2 separate regions of the Mus musculus genome follow, and region 1 is linked to region 2. Evidence: chromatin contacts called from public Hi-C data. All regions are on one chromosome and are shown on one strand. Each heading gives the region's core, a stretch centred on a gene start, on an enhancer-like site or on the middle of the called end of the contact. The rest is flanking DNA. Distances are from core to core; before and after follow the strand shown. Region 1 overlaps Bnc2 (basonuclin 2). Region 2 has its middle 3.9 kb from the start of Gm33410.

Region 1 (7,529 bases), core at 1,379-3,878, 360 kb after region 2:
GATGAATGGGTCAACTGTCCCAGACCCATGGAGACTGAATGGCAGTTAAAACACAAAACACCACAACATGCTCTGTGCTTTCACCCATATGAACCCTTTCATTGGAGAACTGAGAACTTCCTAAGTGGGTTTCTGATTCCTCAGTATGCGTACTGATGTATGTACAATACTATATGGGTGGAGCCAACATAAACCAATCACCTCTAGGGGGCTAGGAGTGATTAAAAAATAGTAAGTATAGCCAACAAAGCGTTGGTGAACTTCTCTTTCACTCACATGCAAGAACTGTGATGCATTTTAAAAAATACGTGCCTGGGCTTCGCTGTCTATTTTAAATGACCTCAGAATGTTTCTAGATAGATGTCATAAACATTACTATTCAGGAGACATCATTTTGATTTCCACAAAGTACTCCTGGTTTCTAAGACGGCCACTTCCTACCCTATTCATACAATTAGTCAGTTCTCCCTGAGTCACCCATAAACATGTCAGTAATGTACAATTAAGTGTGTTTTCTCTGAAACCCTATCCATATGTCCACAGAGCTTGTAGCAAGCATGCTTTAATAATCTGTTTATTAGTAAATGTGAGGCTAGTACTCCAATTCTAAAATACTTTACCTGTGTTCAAATTGCTTAGCCCTAATGCACAGCCACCAGATGGTATACTTCAGAAAGTAGGCAAACAGAAACACATTACTTTTAATGGGGTCTTGTTCATTGTAATTTTCTATTACATAACTGAACTGTTGACAAATTCTGATTTTTATTCCTCCATTAATAATGAACAAATGTTAGAGTTAGGGTGCACAATGTTCTTCTCTTCATATTTTAGCTGCCAAAATATTAGTTTCGGTATTGATTTCTATGAAAAGAAGTTTTGATTTTGTGTGTCAAAAAAATTTTTCCCCTATAATCAATTTGTCTGATATTTTAAAAGTTGATAACGAGGGTGAAGAATCTCTCAGTGCTAGAAGCAATCAGTATAATATGGTACTGTTATCAGCTAATAAAATTAGAGCATCAGTTAATTATAACAAGTTTATACTTTAAAACTCTAGATACAAGTGTTGGGCCCTTAGCTTTTTTTGTCTAAGGAAGCAAAACACAGACAGGAGGCATAAGGAATGTAAAATGTGTGCTAATAATAATTCCTTTGATGTAAAACTGTGTCTTTCATTAATCTGGGGTCACAGAAAATAGTGATGATACATTTTTTATTATTATTTAAACATTTTAGCCAGGGCGAAGGTGTCTTATGAATTAACTGTGAGATTTGCACAGTTGCTTTTGAGAAAACAATGTTTTGTATCACAATCTCTTCTTTTACAGTAAGCCTAATGTTTCCACATTTTAAAACAAAGTCAGACACTTACTAGATACAAAGACAATATGCATATGTCATAATCACTCCCCAGGCTTTTTAGGTACATAGAGGTCAAGGATCACAAACAATAAATCATAACTTCTCCAAAATATGTACTATGACAAGAAGAAGCCTCTTCCATCAGATTTTATACCCCAGGCCTTTCACTTGCCTCATAGGCCCTGGCCCTGGCCCTGGCCCTGGCCCTGGCCCTATAAATGGTTTATACTATCGTGGTACCTACCCATAAGAGACATAGGAACATACCACAAAACTGAACAAAATATAAATTCTAAATGCTTTACTTAAAGGACTTGCGGAGTGAGAGGAAGAACCAAATGAGTGCTTCTTTGGACACTGTGGGGAAACGAGCCATTTCCTGAGGAAGGTTTCCTAAGAATTTCCCAGGGAAAGAGTGGAGCATCTCCCAGGGAGTTGGTTTCCAAGTCAACTGAATCAGGAACCCACTCCACACTCCTGAGACTGCAACGGATGAAGAGGAGAGAGGAAGCCAGGGAGAGCAGGAACTATGTACCTAAATGGCTATCCATTTTCATTTTTAAATGGATGCAGGGAAAGGGCATAAATGATTAATATACGAATCAATTCCCCCAGGGATTCCCTTCCTCCTGGCTGCCACTACTCGCCAGTTTTTCAATATGCATTTAAGAAAGTTCGGATTTGCTTACAACTGCCAATGGCAACAAGCAGATTCCGTAAATGCTAAAAGATAATGTACAGGAAAAGCGCCCAGTGCAGCCAAGAGAATTAACTGTCCAGCAATCTGTCCCTTCCCTCTTGTCTGTATAATCAGAATGGGAACTGCATGCAGCAATCACAATCTGACATGTTTAAACTTTAAGGAAAAAGCCAATTTGCTTTTCTACTCATTCTAAACTCTAGTAGCAACTAAAACCTTGCTCCTAAGCCTATGAATGCAAAGCAGGTTCTCTGCCTATTTACAGGAATTACAACTGCACAGGGTCCAATGGATCCCAAACTCATTTTTAAAAGACTAACATGCCCTCTTCTGGTTTCTGGCTTAAGGGGGAAAAACAAGAAAGAAAAAAGTAGGCTAGTTTTTCAGATGGGAAATTTTTGAGTTAAATCCTATGTTTATTTACTATTGATAATTGCATTTGTATAAGGGAAATATTCATAGGTTAACAGTCCAAGAGTCTACATTGTGCAAGGTAGGGTTTCCAATGACACAGTGATCTGAAAGAGGGTTTCTCAGCCGACTTCCCAAGTCAGCAAACAATGCTGAAGGTGATGCAATTTGCATGAACAAAGGTTGGAGAAAGGAAATCAGCGTAGTCACCAGCAAAGTCAGAGAAGCCATCCTCTTGGTGCCACACCCCCCTTCAGAGTGCCCCACTCTGCCCACACAGGCCTGCTTCCACAGCTACGGCCGACAGCAATGCCAATTAGTGTCAGCTGTGATGGGATTTTAGAGCCATGGACCTTTGTCTTAGAGGAAGTGGGCTGCAACCACCAACTTACTATACAGTACAGAGGCAACCTAACAGCCCATTAGGTGGAAATGTCTTCTCAGCCACTTCCTCCAGGGACGACATTGGAAACTGATAGCTTAGACAGACGGGGACATTTTTACATTCCTGTATAACTGCTCCCAGGAAGAGGGATGTCTTATCATTTGATGTTGCAGACCATTTCATCTGCTCTGTTTTCTGTGGTACTCTTTCACAATATTGTGTACATAATGTGATCCTGAAAATAGTACAGTAAATACTGCAGGAATGGAGGGAGTCATCTCACTGTGTGAAAAGAGAGTATTTGATGGGTCACCTGAGGAGATCTCTGTAAGTGGCTAACTTCCAGAAATTTCATTCTACAATGCAGCTCTAAGTAGGCTTCTGTGGTATGAAGGTACTGCTGCCCCCTTGCATGCTTGCACCAAATTCCTTCTAGATTAGGTCAATGTTAATAGAAAGTAAAACCCTTCTGTTCCTCCATCCGGAAAGAGGTGAAATCAGGTACCACACGTAGGCCAGAGGTTTCCAGCAGGGCTTCAGTCCAAGTGCATGGGATACACTGCTAAGAACAAGAGTGACTTCCACCCAGCATCAGACAGAATACATACGTTATAGGAGAAGAAGTGACACAGGTTGAAAGTGTACTTTGCAAAGTGAATTTTAAAAGGTTTATTAAATGTTCCCACAGCAATTCTGTTTATCACTCAACAGTCAAGTTTGTCACTTGATACAAAAGTCTCACATTTATGTCACTGAAGAGTATGATTTTTGAAGGACCACTCGCGCATGGGCACAGACATCAGCTGTCATGTCAAAGGGCCTTTTGACAAGAGTAATCAGAGCATCCCTCCTAGTCAGCACTATCAAGGACAGAACTGGGAGGGTGCAGAAGGCAGGACAGATGGCCAAATATGCAATACCAAGAGATTTTTCAGTAATATTGTGTATGTGGGCTTCATAATTAACATCCCAGAACCATTAATATTTCTCCTCATAACCTTAGGTGGGAGTTATTAGCTTTTATGTCTTTATTTAGATCTACTTTCAAATTTATCAATAATACACTAAAATGAGAGACTTAATAGAACAGTCTCTGTCATGGTCCTGATTACTAGCATGCCTAGAAAAGTATCTGTCAAACTCACACATACATTTACTATTTGAAAGTATTATGAGGGCTTGCGCAGAGGCTCGGGGAGTAACACCATACACTGTACAGTGCTATGAATAAGCATTCCCTAGAACTCATGATAAAAGCTGCGTATAATACGGACGGACACACACACGGGTCACCCTTGCATGGGGTGGTAGGCTGCGGAAAAGGATCACTGGGGCCAAAACTCAACCAATATCCATTTGAGCTAGAGACCCTGTCTCCAAGGAATAAGGTAGAGAACATTAGAGGAAGTTACCCAATATCCTCCTGTGGCCTCTGAATGAATGCACTGGTATGTGTGCACACACATGCACATGTGCGTGTGCGTGAGCGTCTGAGCACACACATCATACACAGAAAATAAATAAATAAAAATTAAGTATTTGCATGAGCGTCTGAGCACACACATCATACACAGAAAATAAATAAATAAAAATTAAGTATTATGAAAAGAAAGCAAATCCTAATTAACATTTACTGAGGTCTATATTTTGAGTTTTGTTTAAAATAATTTTTTAAGTTTAAAAAAATACCTTGAATTTAAAGAAAATTTCATATATTTTTATAAATATAAGTAATTTTTAATTTAAAAGATCTTGCAGTGGTAATAGCTATAAGAATTTGAAAATGTGCTCGAATTATATCTCAACAAACAAAAAACCTTGTCAAGTAAAAGCCAAGAACACTTCTGAGTGTCAGTCTGTCCTGATGTGCTTGTTTTAGTAAACTAACAGGGCTACTGTACCACACAATGGCTCTCCTCCTTAGGAAGAACCAGGCATGAACTTCCTGAAAGTAGACATCTCTTTCATTATTAACTACCTAACCACCCTGACAGTCTCCTAAGAGAACAAGTCATTATCTCAAAATAGTACAATGCTCTAACTGCTTCTGTAAAACACAGTAACAGATGTTTTGTGAACAGAACACAACAGCTATAGGTAGTAAAGAGAATGAAAAGAAGAAATGTCTATCCCAAGATTGAGCCTAATATATGTATTTTTCCATATATTGTCTATTGCCTACAGAATTAGAGTTTACTAATGCAGGACAAGTTGTCTTACTTTGACATATAATACTCAGTGTAATAAATACTATAAAAAGATAATTCAAATCATTAGGTGGGCATCACTTTATCATAATCTCAGTTATATGGGGGGAGCAGAGTGAGGGGAGAGCCCACTTTCTCATGCAGAGCCACATTTGTAACAGTCTAACCAAGTCTGCAGTTTCTGTTTTACAGCCTTTCGCTCTCAAACCTTTGGAAATCAAAAGTGTATTCCTCTTGAAAAGAAGTTCATTTTGCTGCCAGAGAAGGAACCCAAAGTAAAAATACGCAAAGTATGCAGTCTATGAAAAGAAGAAACTAAGCATATTACAGACAAAACTAGAGCCATAAAAAAACTAAATTTGTATATCTGGAGTATAATTAATATACTTAATGACATGGTCTCAATCTTTCCAGAACTTCTTTTAAAAAAATAATCTATTTGTAATACCCACCACTAGAATAGAATAAACATCTTACACCTTCATTGATGGACCGATTTTTAGATCCTAATCAATTATTTGTAAGTTATTAACATATATGTTAATACATCAATGTTAATTGATCAAAAAATTACAATTACAAAACATGCAATGTTAATTTAATCAAACAATGTGTTAAAGAAATGTTTTGGAAAAGTTCAAGAAAGTAGAAATAATTTTAAGACTTTTAATTTTAAAAGTTAATAGAAGAAGAAAGGTCACTCTAGCAAAGATGGTGCCATATTTGTTAGAAAGGGGAAGGGAGAAACAAATGTGGATTAGGTGAAGTAGCTCATACCTCAAAAGCAGAAAAAGCAAAAACAGTAAAGGGAAAGAAGACTGTTACTAGGAGCTGGAGAAGAGCTGTGTTTCCGTTAGCTGCCATTAAAAGGACCATAGGACCAGTCCATATTTGTAGAATTAGCTGTGACCATTTCAACTTAGCAGTCCTGTTAGAAACAAGTTCAAGTCTCAACACAGGCATTATATAAAGGCTGCACTTCAGGGTAAACAATCAATTTTGTATCTTTACAAAATAAATTTTCAAAGCTAAAATAATCTTTGGGCTTTCTTACGTTACCAGTGTTGTTAAAAATACATAGAAACCAAGAACCCTACTGAGACTTGCAGACTGGGCCAAGATGTTCATGGATGATCCTAGAAGAGTTCCCAGATGGCATCTCCTGAAGTCCTGGAGAAATCTCAGTGAGTTTCCCTAAGCTCCAGGAAGCCTAGTCCTCCACATGAAAAGCCCCCTGAGGTTCCAATCACAGACTCTGACAACCCAATTCAGAGATTAACAAAATTAACCCTTTCTAGAAACACAAAGTGAGCAAAGGCACTCTGTCTCCTGTCAATGAGTCATGTGTGCAAATGTTCTGAATCAGTTAGTCAATACTCTTGGATACCCAGACTTATTCTGAGGAGCACTGCACTTCCTGCTATCAAAAGCCTCATGGCATGAGCTGGCTACCTTGTCTGGAGAGACTACAAAGCTACGTTCTCTCTGAGCAAAAACTTCAAGAGTCTTGAGACAATTAATTTGCATTGGAAGAAGGCAGGCCAGAAAAGTGTGGAGTTCTGATTAAACTAAATGTAGCCTTAATGTCCATATTCTATGAATAGGAAAGGCTTCCTTATGTGTTATTTGTGAATTATTTATCTTTTCAGAGACACTCTATTCCTCACTTGTAGCAACTGCTCTCACACTAAATTTTCCCAGCCATATGAGATACCCTGTACAAAGAGCCAAGGAGGATGCCAGAGAAAGAGTAAATGGTAAACAAAGTCATTGTGGTGACTTTTAATCCTCCTTTTAGATAAGACTAGAGTAATATTTCTAATATGAGCGGTATATAGTATCTAGACATACTGTTTATACATTTCTAACTACTCTCAACACTTGATGTATAAGCTGATTCCACAAGGAAACCTGAAAAAAGTCAGGAAACATAAAGAGTGACTTACGACTTCCAAATCTGTCATTTACATGCCATTACTCACTAGAGTATAGACTCAAGATCAAACTCCAGCCAGTTTCCTCTGTTATCATGTGCAAGACACTTAATACTTCCCAGGTTTTCTCAAAACTTCATATTTACATGATTTACAGTAATATTTACATAATGAAGGCAAGCTCGGGTCTTGCTTTGCTTACATAATTTATTTGGCTTTCTTAAATATCACACCCTCCAAACCTACAATTCTTTTTTTCCAATAATTTATTTTATTTTATGTAAATTGCTGTTTTGCCTGTGTGCATGTATATGTGAGGGTGCATCTCTCCAGTCCCTCAATTTACAGTTCTTATCTCCTTCTCAAGAGAGATTTGGGAGCTGTTTCTTTGGTGCCAGGAACACATCCTAAAGCTGGAAGCAATCCCACTAAAATCAGGGACTAGACAAGGCTGCCCCCTTTCTCCCTATTCAAAATAGTATTTGAATTCCTAGCCAGAGCAATTCGACAATAAAAGGAGATCAAGG
Region 2 (7,482 bases), core at 2,334-4,833:
GCTCCAAAGCTGGGAGGATAAACTCGCCCAGCAGAGGGCGCCACCGCGCCGGCGCTTACAGCTGTGCAAGCCAGGCAGGGGGATGCTCAAAACCACAGAAAAGGGGAAATTCCATACTTTCCCCCCACCTGCCTCGACCTCCCTCTTTCTCCTCCCTCATCTCCTCTCAGCCCCTTCCTTTCTCCCTCTGTTACCACCCTGTCTCAGTCTTTCTTCCTGACCATCTCTAACTCTTAACCCCTCCCTAACTTTAGCAGGGCACTCCTGGGAGCCTCAAGTCTAGTAACTGAGTGTTAATTATGTCTGAGTGGATTCTAGAGGAAAAGAAAACCATATACTGTATCAGCAGAGAAATGGTTTCACTATGAGGAAACTAATGATGCTTTTATCAGGAACAATATAAAGATTGCTTTTTTACTAGTGTGTGTCCCGTAGGGTTCAGGGCTATGAGATATTTCTGTATCTGGCTTGAGGTTCCTCTGAGCTTTTACATAATCAAATCAATATAGCCATGATTCACCCTCTGGCAACAACTGCTCGCTGCAAGTTTGCTGTTGCTCCTTTAGTGGCTAAAAGGAAAATAAATAAATATATAGAAAGGAACTTATTATGAATCGGTAGCCATTGATTTGTTCCGTCTTCTGACTTCCTTTTTAATTGCACCGCGTACACATGTTCTCACACACAGGCAGCATGATCCCGTAAGTTCACGGCCAGTCAGAAATAAGGTGGCCAGGAGTGCCTGAGGGCTTGCCACTGTCCATTTGGAAGAGACAGGTTGCTTGTTCGGAGAGAATAAAGCAGAGGTGGAGATGGGAGCCGGCCCCCTCACACTCTGTACATTGTTTGCATCTTCTTTCTCATCCCTGTGAATTCCCTACATTCCGGGCATGATTTTGGCTCTTGCCTCTCTCTCTCTTTCTCTCTCAGTTATCTTGTTTTTGTATCAGGAATTTCCCTCCCCTCCCCTGGCAGAAACCATCTGCTTAGGACCCAGATCTGTCCCCAGGGCTGTCAGCGAGGCCCCAATATTTTTCTCCCATCCTGAGGACAACTGGTCTGGACCCAAAGAGTGGATTGGGGGGGGGGGGGAAGCTTGGGAGAAAGAAGTAAGGGAGAGTCCATTCAGTGTAGGGAGCAAGCCACCTACGATGGCGGGCCAGTGTCTTCCCTTCTCTGTCCCGAGGAAGTCACAGGAAGGAGCTGCACAGAGCCTGAAGCCTTCACAACACACCCAGCTTGCTGTTTCCTTCACCACTTTCTCCCTTAAAGTAAATAAACACAGACGGCTTTCAAACTAACCCTCGTGAGAGAAGTCAGTGCCATACAACTGTGTCATCTGCTTTTCATAGGCAAACTGGGATGACCACAAAATACAGCTTTTCTAGTGCCTTGTGTGGCTTAGAATCAACAAAATCAACTGATGGAATAAGTGTGTTAGTCTGTCTAGGGAGAAACCGAGATGGAGCCTCCCGGGCAATCTGCTGGTCACCGGGGATGGTGAAGTGCTGTGTGTTTTATGCTCTGGTCCTTAAATCAGAGACCTTGCTCATAGGTGTGCTTCATTTATCCCATCCCCTATAAGAAGAAAAACATGAGAAATAATAGCAGACACAAAACAGGAAAGAAAACCCATTCATGCAATTAAGATACCCAGAGTCCCTGGGGAAATAGTATCACCAAAATGAACATGTTCCCTAATTATGAAGGAATCCTGTTACTGAACACAATTCCCTGACAATAACACTATATCCCTCTGAGAAACAGTGGAGGAGAAATTCTGGAAGGCTCTCTCTGGCTAGTGGGGGGTAGAAAAATCTACCCTCAAAGAACATCATTTGCAGTTTCTCAGCAATGTTTACAGGCATCAGGACAGACAGGGTCCAGCTGGGGTGCAAGGGGAAGGGAAGGGACTTTCAGACAGGCTTACAAGTGATGATACCAGCCCCAATCTTATCAACATGCAGAGATCTCCACTAGTGGCCATTTATTAAGCATCTACTATGCCCAAAAGCTGCTAGGTGCTGTGTCTGTATTATTACAGTACATTAACTTTGACCTTCAAGATTGCTCACGATATTCCATTAATATGCTTGTCTTTCTAGGGAAATTATGTGTACTTTCTCAAAGTTGAGATTGTCTCCAGTGGAGAAGCAATACTGAGTTAGAATCCTGTGAGTCTGCATCCCCCCCCCCCCCCCAGTGGATGGTGGCTAAAGGAGGTACACAACTGGTCAACATAGAGAATAGGAGACTGGGAAGTGTGTAGCCCTAAATGAGATATCCACATCACACCCTTTCCTCCCAAGGCTCAGGGCCCATTGAAGAAAGGGGATGGAAAGATTCTAAGAGCCAGAGGTGGTAGGTTACAACTATGTTGTGACATCATGCACGAGACCTGTGCAGAACTAAGTCATAATTAAGCCATAACCAGTATGGAGGTGGGAGGTGGTCATGAGGTCCCTCCCCTAGCCCACTGGCAAGAAGAAGGTATTTAAGTACGGGGGTCCTTGGTAAATCAACCACATTCCATCAGATGGCCCACACTTAAGAGTATTTGGGCAACACAAATTGGTTTCAGGATTTTTTGTTTGTTTTTGTTTTTTGTTTTTTCAAGACACAAAGTGAGGTGGGAAGATAGGGGAGAAAAAGGAATACATATAACCAAAGTGTATTCTGCAACATTTCAAAGAATTAATCATAATAATTAAAAAATGGTACTGCAAAGAAAGTCCTGATACTTCCATTTTATGGAATTCAAAGAGATTACACATCAGTTACCCGAGGACGGAAAGCCGGTGCAGAGTCTTCCAGGGGTCCAGCCAAGACCCTTCAATCTCCAAAGCTATGTTCTGCTGCCATGCCCACCACACAGCAAGTTTAGAAAACCTGCCAACATTACCTTGAGGGGTTCCTAGACCACCACACATTACATCATTACGTGTGCTTCCCTAGAACCAGTGTTCAGAATCATACAGTCGCTAAATTAAACCTACTACTTTATGGACACTGCTCTCACAAAAGGGCCCGATCTTAATGCAAACGAAAAAAAGTTGGTATAAGTCAATTACATAAAATAGATCGAGGTGGGGGAGATGACAGATGTGCTAAACATCACCAAGCATGCAGAGCACAAACTATGGTCTGCTGTGCTGCACGGAAGACCAAGACCGCAAGAGTGCTGTTAAGAGGTATCTAGAATCGGGAGCTGAGGACTCTGGTCCATGTATTAGTGATGCCTGCTGTGGCAAGCTGTGCAGAGTTAGAGGAGGGCAGGGGAATGGCAACTTGTGAAATCACTTTGTTCTTCTTGAGCAAGCCCAGTGTTCTCCTGCTCCTCCCCCAGAGGAAGAACGGCTACTCTAACGCTGAGTCAATGTCCATTAACTATTAACTCTTTCCAACAGCTCAAAGCATTTGCCCGTGGTACTCCATTAATGTGCTTGTCTTTCTAGGGAGATTGTGTGTACCTTCTCAAAGTTGAGATAGTTTCCCGTGGAGAAGCAGTACTGAGTTAGACTCCTGTGAGTCTGAGTGTGTCAGAGGCCATGTACTCTTTGATCCATGGTCTCCTCCTCTTCGCAGTGCGCTTGCTTGCAAGACCTAACTGAACGCACAGTGGAGAGCATCGATCACGTTGCTCACAGAGGTCAACGGTGGTGTCTGATGGTCCATTCAATCCCATGGTTCTCTTACCCCTTCAACAGATATTCCACAAAGCTTGGGAAGCAGAGGAACCGTCCACCAGTAAGGTTGTCACAACAACAACAACAACAACAACAACAACAACAGGCAATTCACTTCTCCGCACACATTTGGAAGGCTTAGCAGCTCCTCCGTAGCCTTTGTGGACATCATGGCCCTGACACACTTCCCTCCACCCCACCAACACGCAGACACACGGACTTTGACCACACACTCTCACACCAGAAGAATCAGAAAATACACGAAGAAAAAAAAAATCTAATAATACTTACTTGAGGTTTTTTAAACTCCTTGGGGGTAGATAGATACAAGGCAGTAAACCAGCATCAGGAAAGAAAAACAGGTTTTTTTGTTTTTTGGTTTTTTGGAAAAAAAAAAAGCTAATAAAAAAAATCCCATAGGAAGGAAATGGAAACCCCCCACCCCCAAAATGGAGCTAAATTGTGTGGTTGCTCTTAGCTGCTTTCCTGGAAGGAGGCAGAAGCTGAGAGCATTCGGCACTTAGACTGGAATTGTTTTCTAAACAGATTTTTCTTAGTGTGTATTTTTCACATATTTTAACCTTTCTCAAAACACCCTGGCCAAAAGCAGTAAAATTGCCGTGCTATTAAACTTAAATTAGGGGCTTGTGCAGACCGAGGGGCCCAGCTGGGTTTCCTCTGGCAATAGGGAGAAGGAGGGAGGGAACGCCACCACGCGGTAAGGCCCTCAGGTACTTGCCTGGTGCCCCGTGGGAAAGCCCGGCTGAACCTGGCCTCTGGCTAATAATGGACAGGCAGCAGGAGGGAATGCAGTGATAGGAAGTTTTTAAAAATAATGAATTAAAAATTATTTTTTTAAGTAAAAAAATATGCACATCAAGTGGGAAATTAATTACACCTGCATGTTTTCAAACCCAGGGGTTGAGTGGAACCAGTTTTATTCTGTGCTCTCAGTGTCAAAGGGTAGGGCTAGGTAGGGGCTGTTTGGTTCTGGCAGAGTACTGGGAGGGAGGGGGAGAGCCGTGTGGAGAGAGGCCCACACTTCACTCCGAACAGTAGACTTTTTAGTTTAAGCCTTGCTGGGAACAACAGACTTTTCACAAGTCATCACCAGCCAAAGAAAAGTCATTTGCTATCTCGTGCTTCTCCTTGGGCTTTGGGGACTCAATAAAAAGTGTTGCCTTTGTCTCTAGGAGCACAAAGTCTGGGTGCACGTGAGGCCTGGGAGACACATGAAGTCACCTCCTGTTATGACTACCCACACAGACAGACAAGGCCAGAGGGTACCCCAGGAAAGCTGTGCTGAGCGGAAAGTGCCTGAGTGGGTTTATTGATCTCATTGGAAAATAGGCATTTCAGCTTCTCTCCACGGAGTCGGCCTGGACGTGTCAGCAAGGCGTCCCTTTGGACCCATCGACCCGAGCTGAAAAATGTGCTGCGTTTCACCTCCACTGATTCTGCCGCTGCTGCCTGTGTTGTCTGATGGTCCATCCAGGAAGAAAGAGACGGGTGGTAGCAGCAGCCACATACCTTACTCTGCGAATGGCTCTGGCCTGTGTCGGCACTGGGAACCTGCACACCCTGGTCTGGTTAGGGAAGTGCCGAGGGCCATGAATCCTTGGCGCAGAGACAGCTGCAGTTGGGAAGGGTCTTTAGCTCCCAGTTATTTTGCAGCAATGGGCAGAACATTAAAACAGTCTGCTATAGCCACCCAGCCTTGCGGCTCAAATCTGAGCTTAGACTGTGAGGACATGACCAAAGGAAACAAACGTTTGACCAGACATCTGACAACATCTGTTTACTTTGCTTGTGTGAATGCAGCCTGCCTGGCCTGAGGTGTCTGCTTTTGGCTGAAACACAAGATGGAGGCCCCTTGTAAACACAGGCCATGCCAAGTACAGGCAAAGCCTACCTAGGTGACTCCCCTCTTTCCTATTGGAACTGCTCACTGTGATGGGTTTCTTCCTGTTCTCAGCAAATCTAAACTTGCAGCAGACGAGGAAAGAAGTGGACACAAATAAACCAGAGGTTTGGGTCCAATTTTTCCCCCGTTTCTTAGCTCAGGAAACCAAAGGGTCTCCAATACGAACACACCCCTTTCCCTGACCAGCAAAGGTGATACTTCCAGAAACGGTGACTAATGGACCTGTCTTGGAACAGCCTGGGAGCTAAACATATGGAGGGAAGAAAGCAGGGAGGGAGGGGAGGAAGGAAGAAAGAGAGGGATGAGGAGGTTGGAATGGATGGGGAGGGGAAAATGGAGCTGTTTGCACTGGGTCTTTATGAATGTCCAGGCTCTGGCCCAGAATTGGCTGCTGTCTGTTGGTGGCAAATGATGCCTGGGTTATTCTTAGCAAAGTGCTTAGGGAGTCTGAGCCTGAGGGGCCGTGGAATGGAAAAACAACAACAAACAAAACAAAGCTTGTTCTGCCTGCCTTCTGGAGAGATTCAAAGCTGGGTGAAAGAAGTAGATCAGATGGACCCAGAAAGATGGCTGCAAGGTGAACGCCCCAGCCCCCCTGCTTTCTGGCCCCCAAATCATGATTGTTTTATGCGGTTCTTTTCCCCTTGGCGAGGAAAATGGGATGTGGTGTCAATTACTGGGAAAAATATACAAAGTCCTAATGGCTAATCTATTCTTCTAAGTACAAGGAGGGCTACTACACCTAAGAGACTTGATCTAATTGTATAATAAAACTCCAGTCATTTCCAGCCAGCTCGGACATGCCAGGTCTGTCGGAGAACACACTGGCTGCTGTGGCTGCTGCCTCCCTAGGCAGGGAGTGGTGAGCTGACCCTGGCAATTGCTTGCTGGTAAAATCCAACAAGGGTCTGAAGAGAGTGGGGAATATGGCTGCAGGGAGCACTGAGGACCGCAAAGATGCTGTGCAGTAAATAGTACCTTCTTGTTTTATATGCCCCTGTGGTGGCTGTTGTTTCCTTGGCTAGAAACATCTATGTCAAGGCCCTAACCTTGGGAGGCACCCCCACGGAGCTGTTTCAGGGTGTCCCCTCCTTTCTTTCTCCTTGTCCTTGTGTGTAGACCAGATGGTCACTCGGAGAACTCATGCTATCAGGCAGTTTTGCCTCATCTGTTTTAACTTCGTTCTCCTAGCAATGCTCAGATGCAAATCCAATGGTCAGTTTGTAGATTAGACTTCAAGACAGTCACTTGTTTAAAGTTCCACGGCTAAGAAATGATGGCAGAGCACAAACCTGCATTTCTTCCTCCTTGCTGTCTGTTTCTGCACACCCAACGCCGTTGCTGACTAAGGCAGAAGGTACTCCTGAGCAGCAATGCCTGCGGTCAGGGCATGGAGGGGACCAAAGGGGTGGAAGGGCTGAGTGCGGATGCATGAGAAGCCGCTGCTGGTGGCAGTAGGCATCCTAAAATTAGTTCCCTCCTTTCAAGTCTGTCGGATTTGATCTAAAGACATGAAAGGACTTGAAAACCTCTTGCATGTAAATCCAATGACAGCCTCTAACACCATTGCAAGAGGCAAAGCCTCTGTTTATTTAAGCATTGGGGATTTTTTTTTTTTAAGAAAAAATACAACTGGGAGTAGAAGTCACTGGGTTATAAATGAGCTCTCACCCCACCAAAGAAAAAAATAATAATTATAATAAAAATAATGGCACCGTAGTCTCTGATAAAGCAGTGCCAGAAAAGCTCTTGGGGATCAAGTTTTGTCAGTCCCCAGCTTTTACCAATTTAAATTCTTGGCAGAGTATTAAAAAAAAAGTATAAGGTATTTGAAACTCCAGTCCCTCAGGTACTAAATCTAGGGTTTCCTGG

What was found. Hi-C and Micro-C count contacts between places; a contact is called where the count stands out from the background.
Region 1: a contact with region 2 is called in a Hi-C map of liver, with 5 times the contacts expected there. The contact joins two enhancer-like sites. A contact is called at or near these places in 7 of 484 Hi-C or Micro-C datasets (cerebral cortex, forebrain, liver and 2 more), 1 of 115 datasets of contacts at active chromatin or transcription factors (astrocytes) and 1 of 9 other capture datasets (embryonic stem cells).

The regions. Positions count from the first base shown.
Region 1 is chr4:84,429,228-84,436,756 of GRCm38.p6, forward strand. All of the region lies in intron 3 of Bnc2 (basonuclin 2), which reads right to left. Among named protein-coding and RNA genes, the nearest start is that of Gm33597, 210 kb to the left of the region's middle. Within about 2 kb of position 2,629, at least 5 of the 459 cell types and tissues checked have an H3K27ac peak or open chromatin away from gene starts, as enhancers often do. A contact at or near this core is called in liver, where this site is marked.
Region 2 is chr4:84,064,793-84,072,274 of GRCm38.p6, forward strand. No RefSeq gene overlaps it. Among named protein-coding and RNA genes, the nearest start is that of Gm33410, 3.9 kb to the right of the region's middle. Within about 2 kb of position 3,584, at least 10 of the 459 cell types and tissues checked have an H3K27ac peak or open chromatin away from gene starts, as enhancers often do. A contact at or near this core is called in liver, where this site is marked.